Regions from separate parts of the Mus musculus genome. Here region 2 is linked to region 1. The links are chromatin contacts, called in public Hi-C maps. All regions are on one chromosome and are shown on one strand. Each heading gives the region's core, a stretch centred on a gene start, on an enhancer-like site or on the middle of the called end of the contact. The rest is flanking DNA. Distances are from core to core; before and after follow the strand shown.

Region 1 (7,234 bases), core at 1,524-4,023:
CAGTATGTCCTTTTTGGGTGCTTTCTCTTATCTTCATTGCTAACAGTCACTTAAATAATGCCAAGTCCTCAAGCCCTCCTGTCTCGCCAGCTTTCTCCTCCTGAACACACAGTGCTATGCCGTTCACCAGGAGGTTACAGGATAACTGTGTGAGGTAATGTCTCCAGAAATTGAGCTCAGGTTGCCGGCTGGATTGAGCCACCTTGCTAGCCTGTGCTGCTCCTTGGGTTAGGTGTCCTTCTGGGACCCAAAGCATCAGTATGTCCCCAATCCGCCTGCCCATCTCCTGAACGTTGCTCCTTCCTCACGAGCGTTCTTACCTAGTCCCACCCTTCATCTGGATACTTATAAAATCCTGTCCACTTCCTAACCCCAGTCCAGGCTGCTCTTACTGATGGCCACCACTTAAATTCGACTTCCTGTTTTGTTTCCCATAATAGTTTAGAGCCTCATGTGTACGAGAGCCGTGGCTTCAGCTATTCTTAGGCTCTATCATGCCTCCCACAAATTCATCTTCCTCAGTGAGCAAGCTGTTAACAGCATCCATGTGTCCATGTCCCCCCGGAGGACTCTGATTTTAAAGAAACTTTTGAAGGACAAGATCCAGAATTAAATCAGTCAAGTTCTTCATAAATGTCTTCACAATATGCATAGTATTAGTAATATTTAATTGTTATGTTTTATTCTTAGTAAAAATATTATCAGGTGCCAAAGTGGCATCTCTCTCTCTCTCTCTCTCTCTCTCTCTCTCATACCTCTATTCTGCGCACACAGAGGTGGATGGATCTCTGTGAGTTTAAGGCCAGCCAGTCTACATAGTGAGTTACAGGCCCCCCCAGGGCCACATAGTGAGACCCTGCCTGACAAAAACAATCCTAAGCATCAGGAGAGAAATCTTCGCATCCTGCCCACAAGCACAAATGGCTGAGTTATTTAACTCCATTGTTTAAGCTCATTTAAAACGCAGGCATGGGCTGGAGAGGTGACTTACTGAGTAAAGGTGTTTGCTGCACTTGTCTGACCCTGATGAAGGACTCCTCGAACCCATGTAAACCCCAGTGCTAGGGGTGCAGACACAGGAACACCCCAAAGCCTGCTAAGCCAGCCAGTCTAAGCTCCTGTCAGCTCCAGGCTCAGTAAGAGAAACAAACAAAGCTAGGTGGACAGCACTTGAAGACACTTGACCTGAACTTCTAACTTATACATACACGCAGCTCACACACATACACATATTCACGCATACACCGCACTCTCACACGCACACATTCACATGCACACACTTACATATACATAGACATAGTCATAAACATAGACATAGACACACACACACATAGACATAGACACACACACACATTCACCATACACACACACACACACACACACATTCACCATACACACACACACACACACACACACACACACACCCCTAGCACGTGTCCCTGTTGAATACACTGGTGAATTCTTACTTTTGGTGCTGAGTGTGTTACCCATGTTATCATTAGATACAAGTGACAGAGTAGTAGATATACAGTTTTCACCTCTTAACATAACAGGACTCAAGCACATCACTATGAATGTTTTACTATGCATTCTCAAAAGTGACCAACAGGATGTTTTAAACATTTGAATGAATATGGACTCCATCCTTTGTAAGTCCCTATAGTCTCCTGCAAATGAAAACTTCTGAAGACAGATTCTTCCAACAGAGAGGACTCAGATGGAATGTTTAAAAATGCTTTATACATGCTTAAAATCACATCTATCATCTATCTATCTATCTATCTATCTATCCATCCATCCCAATGGATAAGCACAAGCTACACTACATGTGTGGAGTCAGAGGACAGTGTGTGAGAACTGTCCTCTTCATACCAGAGACTACATCCGAGGCGTGGCCTGGGTGCCTTTATCTGCTGAGCTAGCATCTCACCAACCCCCAAATGGATGTGTTTTTAAAATATTTGATATTTGGGCTGGGGGAGGCATGCTCAGAAGGTGAAGTGCATACTATTAAATATCAGGACCTGAGTTTATTCCAGCACCCAGAGAAAAAGCCAGGCACTGTGGTGTGTGCTTTTAATCCCCTTGTGTGGAAGAGGATTGATCCCTCAGGACTCTGACCAGCTAGCCTTGTTGATAAACCTTTGTCTCACAGAACAAGCTCAGGGCTGGTGGGTGCTTAACACCATGTCTAGTGGTCTGCACTTAACCTCAGAACCCTCAGGTTAAAGATGAGAACCATCTCCCACATGTAAGTACTTAGTGCAATAGGAGTATGTCATGATGTATTGTGAAGTCTCTCATGCACAAATTCTCTCTCTCTCTCTCTCTCTCTCTCTCTCTCTCTCTCTCTCTCTCTCACTCACTCACACACACACATTCAGACCTTCAGGCTTGGCAGAAAGCACTTTGAGCTATCTTACCCCCAAACAGAATATTAGATATAGATTTACTATCTGAGCTTCACCATTCATGATGCATCGCACTCACCAAAGCAGCAGCCTAGGATGCTGCCGAGGACAAGGGTCCTACCTTGGTGAGCAAGCCCTTTACTGCGGGTTTGCCCTCAGGCTGCAGGCAAAGAGGGTTCGCAGCTTGTACTCGCAGAACGCTCTGTAACACTTTGATCCATTCTTCCAGTATATTGGGAGAATCCGCCGTCAGATAGTATGTGTGCTTCTCTGTGGCCAGCTGGAAGGGGATACAGAGAGGCAGTCATGATGACTTAGTCCTGTCCAGTCAAGCATCGCTACTGACAGGGAAGTGCACATGGTTCACCTAGTGTCTGGTTTCAAGGAAATGGAGAATCCTTTAGCCACTGTCTGAGAATGTCGGCCACTGAGTCCTTCTCACGTGGGTCTGACACACTTCATACTGTTAAATCTAGGGTTGTGGTTTTATATCTGTAATTGTCACATGTTCTTTCTCTCCCCTCTGTGTGACAAGCTCTAGGCTGTTGAACAGGAAGGTTAAAGGTGACGGTGAACTCACGCACAGTTAACAGTGCAAGAGGGGATGTTCATGGAGAGAAGTGACGCAACGAACCATAAACAAATGAGAAGAATTCTACACCAACTCCTGCGGCTGCACGTGACCCTTTTCCACGAACTCACAGCATTCCAGTCTCAAATTAACTGTGTTGCCAATTTCCCCCAAAATTTCAGGGCTTTCCAATCAATTCTTTACAGTCATGCTCTACAACAGAGCTTTCTCTGATTCATCCATTTAAACTCAGGCATCCCCGGTTCAATGACAGCATCAACCATGGAACCTTTCTAGACAAATTTTTACCCTCCACAGGAGCAAGACAAAGTCATAATGATGATGATATGATAATACTGATTAACGATAATAATATAATACAGTGGATGGCCAGCAGTGGGGGCGCACAAACTTTAATCTCAGCACTTGAGGCAGAAGCAGGCAGATCTAAGTTTGTGGCCAGCCTGGTCTAGAAAGTGAGTTCCAGGACTGCCAGGGCTACTTAGAAAAAGACAAACAAAATAATCCCACCACCACAAACAAATGTTATTGAAACATGTCAGAAGCAAAGTGTCTGAATTTAGAATATCTCAGAGCCTGATTTAAATTTAGCAGACTTATGTTTGGGTGAGATGAGAATCAGCCATCTTTGATAACACTTGGCAGAACTGTGCCTCTGGTCAACAATAGCTTTCCCTCTTTGAGGTTCATGGGAGAACTAATTGTCACTGTCCGATTCTATACAAGGGTTCCTGAATTCAATATTATGTTACAAACACCTCAGAAATTCATTTACTGGATAAACCTCCCCTGACAGCCTGATATTTTGAGAGCTGGAAATGCTCAGGAGATTAAATAAAAACTCAGGGAGAAAAGGCACAGGGCAGTAGTGGGAAATACCCGTACTTAGTTTGAAGTACAGAGTTAGCTAAAAAAAAGATTGGATTATTACAAACTAATTCTAAAACTAATAAAATGTACCAAACAATCTAATCTCAACTGAGAACTGTTTTTTTAAAAAATGGTACTAAAGCAAAGAATAATGAATTGAAGTGATGTGTACCTGAACCGTTTGCTTGTTATCGCCCCGTAAAATACTGCAGGATGCACTCAGTTCAATGTGGCCCTGGGGTTTCCGAATCACATCGCTCTGTGCAAAAGGAGCAAAAATAGAGAGAGTAGCAGCTATAACAGCAACTACAGGAAATGTTTTGTGTCCTTAATCTATTATTGATTTTTAACCTGCATTTTTATTTCATGTGTATGCATGTCTTGCTGGCATGTATGTCTACACTTCACGAGCATGCAGTGGCTGTACCACCCAGAGGGGCTGTCAGATCCCTTTGGACTGGAGTTACGATGGTCATGAGCCCTCCATGTCAGTGTTGGGCTCTGCAGGAACCAGGATGCTCTGCAGGAACAGCCAATGCTGAACCATCTCTCCAGGCTCCACAATTATTATTTTTTTATCACACAGAGAGAAAAAAAAAAAGCCCAGTTGTGAGTCTGTTTTACAGTGTGAGGAACTCAGGCCCTAACGGGAGCACTGCCAACAGGAGCACTCCCAACAGCGAGCACTGCCCACTCACTGGTGACTTGTAGTAAAGTAATTCGCCTCCTTTCAGAACAAACCACCTCCGCTTCCAAGTCTTGACTCTCACGCTCATTTTCAGTAGGTACCCAGATTTTTCTAATGGTTCCTAATGAAGAGAAAACATTTGACAATGGGATTTTGTTTACTTCTGGCAAGTCAAACTAACAGATTCATTTTTTTTTTCAGAGTCTGATTGCTCGTTTACATTTTTCCCATTGTCACAGGAGGCCAGGCAGGTTTTTAGAAGTTTCTGCTCGGGCTGCGAACACTCTGCGTCTATGGGATAGGCATCCGGAGGAATGGCATAGTCACTTTCAGAAGCTGCGGAGGAGTCAGACACGCCTAGGAAAACAAAGATAGAAATTGAGTCACGATTTCCTGCTGGCGCTGGCCAACAGCTAGTAAGTTCTCCTGCGGACAGCAACCAGCTCCTACATCCTAAACCACCTTTACAAGATTTACTCCCATTCTTCCCGTCATGGAGAACTTTCAAAATTTCCATGGAAGTCAAAAGAACATAAATAATATTTTGGTATGATTGGAACCGTGAGTTTTCTCACATATATCAAATATCATCCAAGTTCACTAGTGCGCCGTATTAAAAGACATAAAATATGTGTATTTGTATATTGTTACATAGGCAAACAGATGTTGAGCTCAATAGAGTTCTCTATGAGAGTCTAGTAAACTATTAACCAGCTCACTGGCTTTGAAAACCCCTCACTAAAGCCTCAAAGACGCAAACATGCTATTCATACACTGACAGCTATGAAGCAAAATGCAATGGAACATTTTCACACTAATTGAGTTGACTTTTTACAAAGTTTCCTGTGAGTTACAAGCCATATATAGATGGTAAATATAAGTGGAGATTTACAAACATTAACTCAAGAACTTAGGCTAATATGCATCTAAAAGGATGGTTACTAAACGGCACACAAGAAGACCACTCATATAATATTAGCCTTTGCTTACTTGTTCAGACAAACAACAGCTGTCTGACACAGACACCAGACATGTAAAACCTCAGAGATCATCCTAGCTAATGTCCTCATTGTTTAAGCGGCGAAAGATCCAGAGACAGCAGGATTTATGCAAAGTCAAGCAACTAGCCAGGGGTGATTTTGGAGGGCAAAGCTCAGATTCCAAGCCCAGGGCTAACGCACTAAGTCCTGTCTGAGGTGCTAGGGCTATGAAGCACAACAAAAGAAATGTTTGAGTCCTCTTGTAACAGAGTCTAGTGAAGGAAAACAGAAGCCCAACAGGTAGTAAGTGTGACAACAACAACAACAACGAAACGAAATGCAGAGCAGACTAAAGTGTAATAGACAAGCAGGCCACCAAAGAATGGCAAAGACAATGATCTGAAGGGCTTGGTCAGGGTAGAGCCAGCCATGTTTGAACAGAGCCATGAGGAGGAGGAGTTACACAAACATGGGGGTCAAGCATGATGGTACACATCTAAGTACGCCCAGCGCTCAGGAGGATGGGGAATGCAGGAAGATAGGTAGAAGAAGATCAACTTGGGCTACAGAGCAAGTTCAAGATTGGCCTGGGCTACAAGAAACCCTGTCTCAAAACAAAATAGGCATTAAAAAAAAACAAACAAACAAACCCAACCTGTAAACAAGAGGGTCTGTGAGCTCAGCCTTGACTAAGGGAAGAGAAGGGAAAGGGGCGGGGGTTTAAAGACATAAAAGGGAATCCTAAGAGCTGTTTGAGGAACACTAGCAGCTGCAGTCACAGCAACAATGTGACATAACCAAGATGGAGCAAGGAAACTGGCGAAAGCCCAAACGCTGACCCACAGGCAGCTTAGCGGCTCCAGCTGAAGCCCGTGGCTCCCAAGGCCGCAGCAGTTGTGTGCCACGCAGTTTGAAAATCAACCCATATCCAAGGCTTCCCTAAAGTACGGGTACCACTTACTGAGACCTCTCTGTAGCCTCTGTCTGTGCGCACAATTCACTCCAAGTTGTGCTGGAGAGACAGCTCAAGGGACAAAGTAGACATAAGCACGAGGACTTGAGTTCGGATCCCCCAAATCCAGATAAGGGCAGACACAGTGGTGAGGATGTGTGATTCCAGCACAAGATGGTAGACAGAAACACAAGAGGCCCCCAAGAAGCATGTGGGCCTGCTAGCTCATGTGTTAAGTCCAACCTTGTCTCAAAGTGGGAGGCAACACTGGAGCTGTCCTCTGAGTTTCACATGTGTGTAGTTTCGCATGTACACATACAACTTTTAAATTATTATTAAAAGCTATACGAATGCATGAAGTAAAGTTGCGGTTGTTTTCTACATTAATATCAGATTAGCCAACACAAATTGTAGGTGTGTTTTCTTGACACTTAAGAATTATAAATAACGTTGTAGATGCCAAGAAGTGCTTGCTGACAGGAGCCTGGTATAGCTGTCTCCTGAGAGGCTCTGCCAGAGCCTGACAAATACAGATGTGGATGCTCACAGTCAACCATTGGACTGAGTGCGGGGTCCCAATGGAGGAGTTGGAGAAGAGACTGAAGGATCTAAGGGGGTTGGCAGCCCCATGGAGGGAGCAACAATATTAACCGGCCAGAACTCCAGGAGCTCCCGGGGACTGGACTACCAACCAAAGAGTACACATGGAGGGACCCATGGCTCTGGCCACATATGTGGCAG
Region 2 (7,234 bases), core at 2,677-5,176, 49 kb before region 1:
TGTTGTGACATATATGCTTGTGTGTGTTGTGACATGTATGCTTGTGTGTGTTATGACATGTGAGAAGCCACATGTGCTGTTGCAGAGTGGCGCTGGCTACTGCTGGCCACCACGCATAAGTTTGGACAAACAACCAATGTGTACATATGCAGTAAAGTTTTTTGCCAAGACACTGCCTGGCCCGGGCATGATAATGGGGTTCTGAGAGTATAACCAATCTGATGTGAGACATGCAAATGAGCTATGATAATAAGGTTCTGAGAGTATAACCAATCAGATGTGAGACATGCAAATGAGGTATGTTAATGAGGTTCTGTGAGGTACTGAGAGAGAGTAACCAATCAGATGAGGAACATGCAAATGAGGTATAGTGCATAACCAATCCGGGTGTGAGACACGCCTCTCCTAGGCCTATATAAGCAGCACCAGTTCTGGGCTTGGGGTCTTTTCGCCTCTGCAATCAAGTTCTCCCAATAAATGTGTGCAGAAGGATCCTGTTGCACGTCGTTCTTGCTGGCGAGACGGGCGTGCGCAAGAATGACATGTATGCTTGTGTGTGTTGTGACTTATATGTGTCTGTGTGTTGTGACATGTATGCTTGTGTGTGTTGTGACTTATATGTGTCTGTGTGTTGTGACATGTATGCTTGTGTGTGTTGTGACATATATGTGTCTGTGTGTTGTGACATGTATGCTTGTGTGTGCAAGATTTAAATTAAAAACTGCAGTGAATGAGCCAATAAGAAATTTGGAGAGAACAGAAATTAAAAATAAAATGAAAATACAATGATTTAACATTTACCATCCATAAATTATCTTTTAAATACTAATTAGTATATAACACATTAATACAACAGAACAGGTTATATATAAAATTTTCACCCTGCTTATTTTAATTCACATTAGTGAATTAAACACATATTTTTACTTTTTTAATCTCTTATTTATTTATTTATTTATTTATTTTTATGTGTATGGGAGTTTTGCCTATATGTGTATGTGCACATGTATGCTTGGTGCCTGAGGAGAGCACAAGAGGGCTTCTGATCCCTTGAGACTGGAGAAACAGCTAGTTATAAGCTGCCATGTGGATGCTGGAACTCAACCCCAGGTCCTCTGGAAGAGTAGCCGGAGTTCTTCAGCCATTTCTCCACTCCAACTCGTCTCTTGTTATATAATCATTTATACCAGTAAATATCATTTTTAATAACAATGAAGATGAAAACCCCAAATGGGGATGTCTGGTGTTCTGGAGACAATTCTGAGGAGGTGCTGAAACAAAGAGGTTTTCTCAGGCAGCCTCACCGGTTCAGAACTTAGTTTCTGTAAGCTGCCTGTCAGTGGCCTCATGTGTAAGCAAGACGGTCAGAGAATGAATAGTAACTTTAACCCCAAAGAGAAGCCAGCCCGATGCTACACAGGCTGTAGCGTCTGGAGGCTCACAAGCCTTGATCCTTTGTGGACAATGTTGCTAGCAGCCCCTCCTCACACGCAGGAATTCTGTGCATGGGCATGACACACCCACTCTTGCTGGGTGTCCACATCCCACGTTTTCCATGCACTCAATTGACCTCACAGAGGATGCGGAGTGCCATTTCATTCTCCTCACACCTCTCACGACGACGACTAAGTCTCTCATAACATCACTAACACAAGTCAGTCATCCTTCCTACAGATTCCTAAAAGTGAAGTCACTGAGTCCGCAGTGTGACAGCCATTAAGAGACTGACTTACTGAGGGGCTGACTCAGAGGACCCTGGCCTTTCTATGCAATCAAAGCAGAAGGCACAACTGTGTCAAATTATGACATAAAAATAGTTGAAAGTCTTCCAGACATTCTGTTCACGATTATAACTTACCCCCGATCAACGATAAGCCCTTTCTAGTTTATGCTAAATCAGGGTGGACATTTGATTAAAGAGTTTAGAATATGTAAATTTTATCAATATATTAAGGCAATCGCTACATTGTGAAGACTGAAAACTATTAAAAGCATTACCCCGTTTTTACTGCCAATGAAGAAAACAGATTTTTCTCCGATTTCAGCTCCGTCCCCTTCGCTCCCATGACTTCTCCGTTTCTCTACCTCAGCTTTTGCGATTTCCCAGAGAGTTTCACTGCATAAGTAGAAAGACAAATGGCACAGAAACAAAAGGAATCCTTAGAGATATTTATCTCCCGCAGAGAAATTTTATTTCAGTAAGATTTATAAAAATACTATTTCTTGATAGTCAATAGCTAGGTAAAACACTAGAGGACTTTTTTTCTAACTATCTTCACTTGGAAACGGCTCGTGAAGAGTACTGACAGAGCGCCCTAGCATCCATTCCTCTGCTGTGAGCAAACACCGCAACAAGGCAAGGATTTATTTTCCTCATATATCCAGGAGTCACGGTGCGTCGGTAGGTTAAGGCCACAGCAGTTTGCCTCAGCCAGACAGTCACACCCACAGCCAAGAGCAAAGAGAATGACAGCATGCCTATTTGCCCTCTTGGGGTAGGCTAGCTGTCCTCAAGCTCTAGGGACCCGCCTGTCTCCACCCCTCCTCCTAAGTCCCGAGTTTACAGACATGGGTCCCGCACCTTAGGTTTACCAGCTCAGGTCCTCATGCTTGAACATCAAGGACTTTATGCACTGGGCCATCTTCCAGCCCTCACCAAGTATTTGTTGAGCAACTAATGCATGCAAGCCTCTATGCTAATCCTCTAGTTCAAATCTATTGTCTCTGAAATGTCAATAAAAAAAAAAAAGAATATCTGCTTTGGGGGCCACAGTGATTGTTACATTGTCACTGTTCATTTAGTTTTAAACCACAAAAGCTATTGATGGCCTATAATTATTACCAGACTAGAACCTGAATCAGGGCTGGTGATAAAGTCTAAGCCGTTACCGTGCCTGCTCAATTCCCAGAACCCCACAAACAAAACGGGAGTGTTTTAAAATGTCAAAACAGGAAGACAAAGTCAAAATCGAAATCCCGAATGATCTGAACTCTTATTTCACAGGCCGAGGATTCTGCTTGCTCTGTTTACACACCAGTCCCCCAAAATATGGTTCTCTGTTTCTCAAGTACCCAGGGAAAGGAAAGGGTTCTTCAATCTGCCAAAACCCAAACAAAGAAACAAAACCCCCGCACTCACAGTTTCACTACAGTAACCTAAGCTGACTCAATTCCAGCCCGGAACTTCATAAACTCTACCGCAGCTTGTGCCTCTGATCCACAAAGTGGATCATACTGCGCCCTGGTGGACCCTTGGCCCTCTCCCTGACATCTTTGTAGGCCATTCGGAGGGAGGTTCGGGTACTTTAAAGGAACCTGGTAGAGATAAATGTTCAAGTGTATTTCATAAGCCATCAAGACCCCCAACTCTGCGCCTTCAAGGAGATGTTACACTTTCCTCCAAGGTACAGAAGCCCTGTGACACCAGGCAGGGGCCCCTGGGGAGAAGGCTCTGTGGTCTGGTTCACCACCATGCCCTGGCCCGCAACAGCATGTGGCTATCTGAAACACTTCACTGCAATCAGCGAATGGATGGAGTTGAAGATCTTTTCAAGTCGCTTTTTTTTCTAGTTTGTGACAGAATCCTCAAGTTATAGGTCGGGGGGGGGCGGGGAGCGGGGAGGGAGGGAGGGGTTGAGGGGGTTGAGTAGGAGGGTGGGATAGGGATGGAGGGTGGTGACAGCGAGGTACTACTGCTCCGACCAGCTCCGCATCGCCCACAGCGCCAGGGCTGGGTACCTCTGCTCCAACCTTCCGTATCCCTTCCCTATTCTGGTGGGAAAGAGGGCAGGTCGTGAGAGCCCCGCAGGCCGGTTCAGCAATACCTGGGCATGGTGGCTGCGCCGCCCCAGAGTTCCTGGGCTCCGCGTGAGGAACAACCCTGACCCAGGCAGGCTGCAAACACCTAGTTGGGCCAGAGAATGCAGGCTCCTCGGTTGCCATGGCAACGACGTCACGGCCGAGGTTGCGTCCCAAAGAGCAGCCTCATGGGAAGTGTAGTTCTCCACCTTCGGCTTACTTCTCCGTATTCAGCATCAAGCCCTAGGATGCCAGATGATATGGTGAGCATGCTTGTGCATCTGGAATGAAAATGTTGGGGGCTTGAAGGTTTTGTTTGTTTTTGTTTTTGTTTTTAGTTATACGGAGTGCAGACTGCATGCCAGGAGCCTCTGCTCTCTTATCGTTACTTTTTTCCTCTAGTGCCATGATTTGGAAGCTGAAACAATGTTGGGCAGTTACCTAATAAAACATAGGAGGAAAAAATTTCAACTGTTAAAATCAAAACAAGGAACAAGGTGTGCAAACTTTTTGCCCAGTTTTCTCCTCCTCCTCCTCCTCCTCCTCCTCCTCCTCCTCCTTCTTCTTCTTCCCCCTCCCCCTCCCCCTCCCCCTCCCCCTTCTTCTTCTTCTTCTTCTTCTTCTTCTTCTTCTTCTTCTTCTTCTTCGACAGGGTTTCTCTGTGTAGCCCTGGCTGTTCTGGAGCTCACTCTGTAGACCAGGCTGGCCTCGAACTCAGAAATCTGCCTGCCTCTGCCTTCCAAGTGCTGGGATTAAAGGCATGTACCACCACTGCCCAGCTTTGTCCAGTTTTCTGAACATTTGGATGTATGATGTTTTATGAAGCAGTGGATTTATTAATAAGTCAATGAAGTATGTGTTCTCCTACATACTTAATTTGTTTTATGCAGGAGGGCTTATATTTGTTTGAACTTTGTGGGCTCTTTATACATAGGCAGGAATCCCCACAAACTTATATAGAGTATTGCTCTGGGCAATACAGAGTAAGACATGAGATACAAACCCTTTTAAAATAGATGGACACAGCTAATTGTAATCATAACTCAGGGAAAGCAAGCTATTGTAGGAAAGGTACAAAGTGACCACAGCTGAAGCAGTTGACAAAGCATTCATGACAGGCTTGCTATTTGACCTGTTCTGAATGTTGAATAGACCCAGGTCCCAGATCCCTGAATGTCTGAAGGAAATTCTCTCCAAGCCTTTGGGTTCAGTTTCTATGGTGGGACGTATAAGAACATTGGGGTTTGGAATAAGATGAGCTGAGATTCAGTTCCTAGCATGCAGAAGGTTGAATGAATCCAAGGTCTCCTGCAAGCCAGGCAGGTGCCTTGCACCACGAGTTACCACCTCAGCCCTATTGGCAGATTTGAATGTAGAGACAGAAGGAGTATATTCCTGGAAATGAAGCAAAGTGTAGGAAAGAGTCAGGTCAGAAGGTCTGAGGCGAAGGTGTTCAGTGGAGGAAGGACGTTTTCAAAGACAGCCGAACACTCCTCACTCATTGCCCTCTGCGCTCTGGTGCTAGCCAGCCGGTGGCCTGTGAACTCCTGTTACTGTAATGACTTGGGATTCTGGGTTTACAATCTGTTCCTGGGTTTAGCATGCTGTTTAGGAAGTCAGGTAGGTATTAACAACCATTGTGATAACAGTTACGGTGGCTAATGTCATTTCCTAGGCACGACTTGCCAGGTACCTCTTCAAGGCTGTAACTGTTTTGGTTAACCAGGAGAGACGGTTGGAGGAGGGAGTTTGGTAAACGGGAAAGATCAAGGGCAGTGCTTCTCAACCTGTGGGTCGTGACTCCTGTGGGAGGTCAAACGGCCCTTTCACAGGAGTCACATGTCAGATATCCTGCATACCAGACATTCACATCATGGTTCATAACAGATGCAAAGTCAGTTATGAAGTAGCAACAAAATAATTTTTTTCCATTTATTCACTTTACATCCGGATCCCAGCTGCCCCTCTCCTCTCAGTGCCCCCCCCCCACTCCTCCCTCCCTCCATCCTTCCCTTTCTCTTCTGGGTACAGCAAGGCCCCCTTGGGTACCAGACCACCCCGGTGCATCAAGTCACTGCAGGACTGGACACAGAAAAATATGGAATGTTTCACGAAGTTTCACATCATCCTTGTGCATGGGCCATGCTAACCTTCCCTGTATCATTCGTATTTTAGGATATGCACCTCCGAAGCAAGCATGCGATGAAATAATTTTATGTAGGGGTCACCACAACATGAGGAGCTGTATTAAAGGGGGGCACGGAACAGGAAGGTTGAGAACCACTGATCAAGGGTTATCTGTCTGAGCCCTGGTCATCTGCATGAACTCAAGGTGGACTCAGTTGATCTGATTGGGCAGCTGAGTTTTGTCTTCCTCCTTTAATTGCACTGAGGTTTCATAGTTGAACAAAGAAAGTGACCTTTCTTCCTGTACAGATGGAAATCATTCTTTAGTGCAATGCCATATTAGTTACTTTCAGTTAGGATAAAACTCCAAGACCAAGGTAACTTACAGAAGAGCTAGTTTATTTTGGCTAACAGTTCTAGAGGGTTAGAGTCCAGTGGGGGCAGGGCATGGGAAGAAGCAACAGTTGAGGGAGCAGGAGCAGAGAGCTAAGAGCTTACACACCTCACACCACAGAGCAGAGAGAGAGTAAACTACAGGGTTTGGAGTCTTTAAACTCTCCAAACCTGTTCCGGGTGGTAATCTTCCTTCACCAAGGCTGGACCTATGAAACCTCTCCAAACAATGAAGTTTGCCAACGGGGCACCTAGTGCTCAAATGCCGAGACTATGGAGGACATCCAATAACAAAGTGTGCTGGTTAGATTTGTACCATCTGTTAGGAGGAAACCTTACTCGTAGGACTGTCTTCGTCAGATAAACCCATAGGCACATCTGTGGATGCATTTGTCTTGATTAATAATTGATTCGAGAGAACCCAGACAACTATGGGCAGTGCCATCCCTGGGCTGGTGGTCCTGGGCAGTATAACAAAATAAGCTGAGCAAGCCATGGAGAGCAAGCCAGTAAGCAGCACCCCTCCATGGCCTCTGCATCAGCTCCTGCCTCCAGGTTCCTGCTGTGCTTAAGTTCCTGCCCTGACTTCTGTCAGTGATTGGACACATAATTCAAATTAACCCTTTCCTCCCCCAAGGTGTTTTTTTTTTGTTTTGTTTTGTTTTTTTTTTTTTTGCTCATGGTCTTTGTCACAGTCATAAAGCAAAGTGGGACGTAAAGATTTGAGCCCGCTTCTGCATCACTTCAAGAAGGCTCAAGGATTTTAAAGTTGGTGGTGGCAGAGGAACACGTTTTATACTGCCTACTGCAGTATATATAGGTGCACATGGGAACTGTTTGGAGCGTTATGTATTGCCCAGAAGGATAGAAGGCCCCTGAGGAGCTGAGGCAGAAGCACACATTGGGCAGGTAGGCT

Evidence for each region. A called contact is a pair of places that touch in the nucleus more often than the background predicts.
Region 2: a contact with region 1 is called in a Hi-C map of muscle stem cells, with 2.1 times the contacts expected there. The contact joins the promoter of Dync2li1 here to the enhancer-like site in region 1. A contact is called at or near these places in 7 of 39 promoter capture datasets (the 3T3-L1 cell line, 3T3-L1-derived adipocytes, the HPC-7 cell line and 4 more), 5 of 484 Hi-C or Micro-C datasets (hematopoietic stem and progenitor cells, muscle stem cells, myocytes and 1 more), 3 of 115 datasets of contacts at active chromatin or transcription factors (embryonic fibroblasts and embryonic stem cells) and 3 of 9 other capture datasets (adipose tissue, liver and macrophages).

What each region holds. Positions count from the first base shown.
Region 1 is chr17:84,572,615-84,579,848 of GRCm38.p6, reverse strand. Plekhh2 (pleckstrin homology domain containing, family H (with MyTH4 domain) member 2) reads right to left here. Exons shown (of 30, transcript NM_177606.4): 12 at 4,782-4,918; 13 at 4,572-4,682; 14 at 4,046-4,132; 15 at 2,533-2,691. Among named protein-coding and RNA genes, the nearest start is that of 4930500A05Rik, 24 kb to the right of the region's middle. Within about 2 kb of position 2,773, at least 10 of the 459 cell types and tissues checked have an H3K27ac peak or open chromatin away from gene starts, as enhancers often do. A contact at or near this core is called in muscle stem cells and nephron progenitors, where this site is marked.
Region 2 is chr17:84,623,167-84,630,400 of GRCm38.p6, reverse strand. Dync2li1 (dynein cytoplasmic 2 light intermediate chain 1) reads right to left here and starts at 3,926. Exons shown (of 13, transcript NM_172256.2): 1 at 3,825-3,926; 2 at 1,999-2,116. The coding sequence starts at 3,832. It overlaps Gm26066 (a small nuclear RNA gene), which reads right to left and starts at 5,995; the gene lies at 5,891-5,995.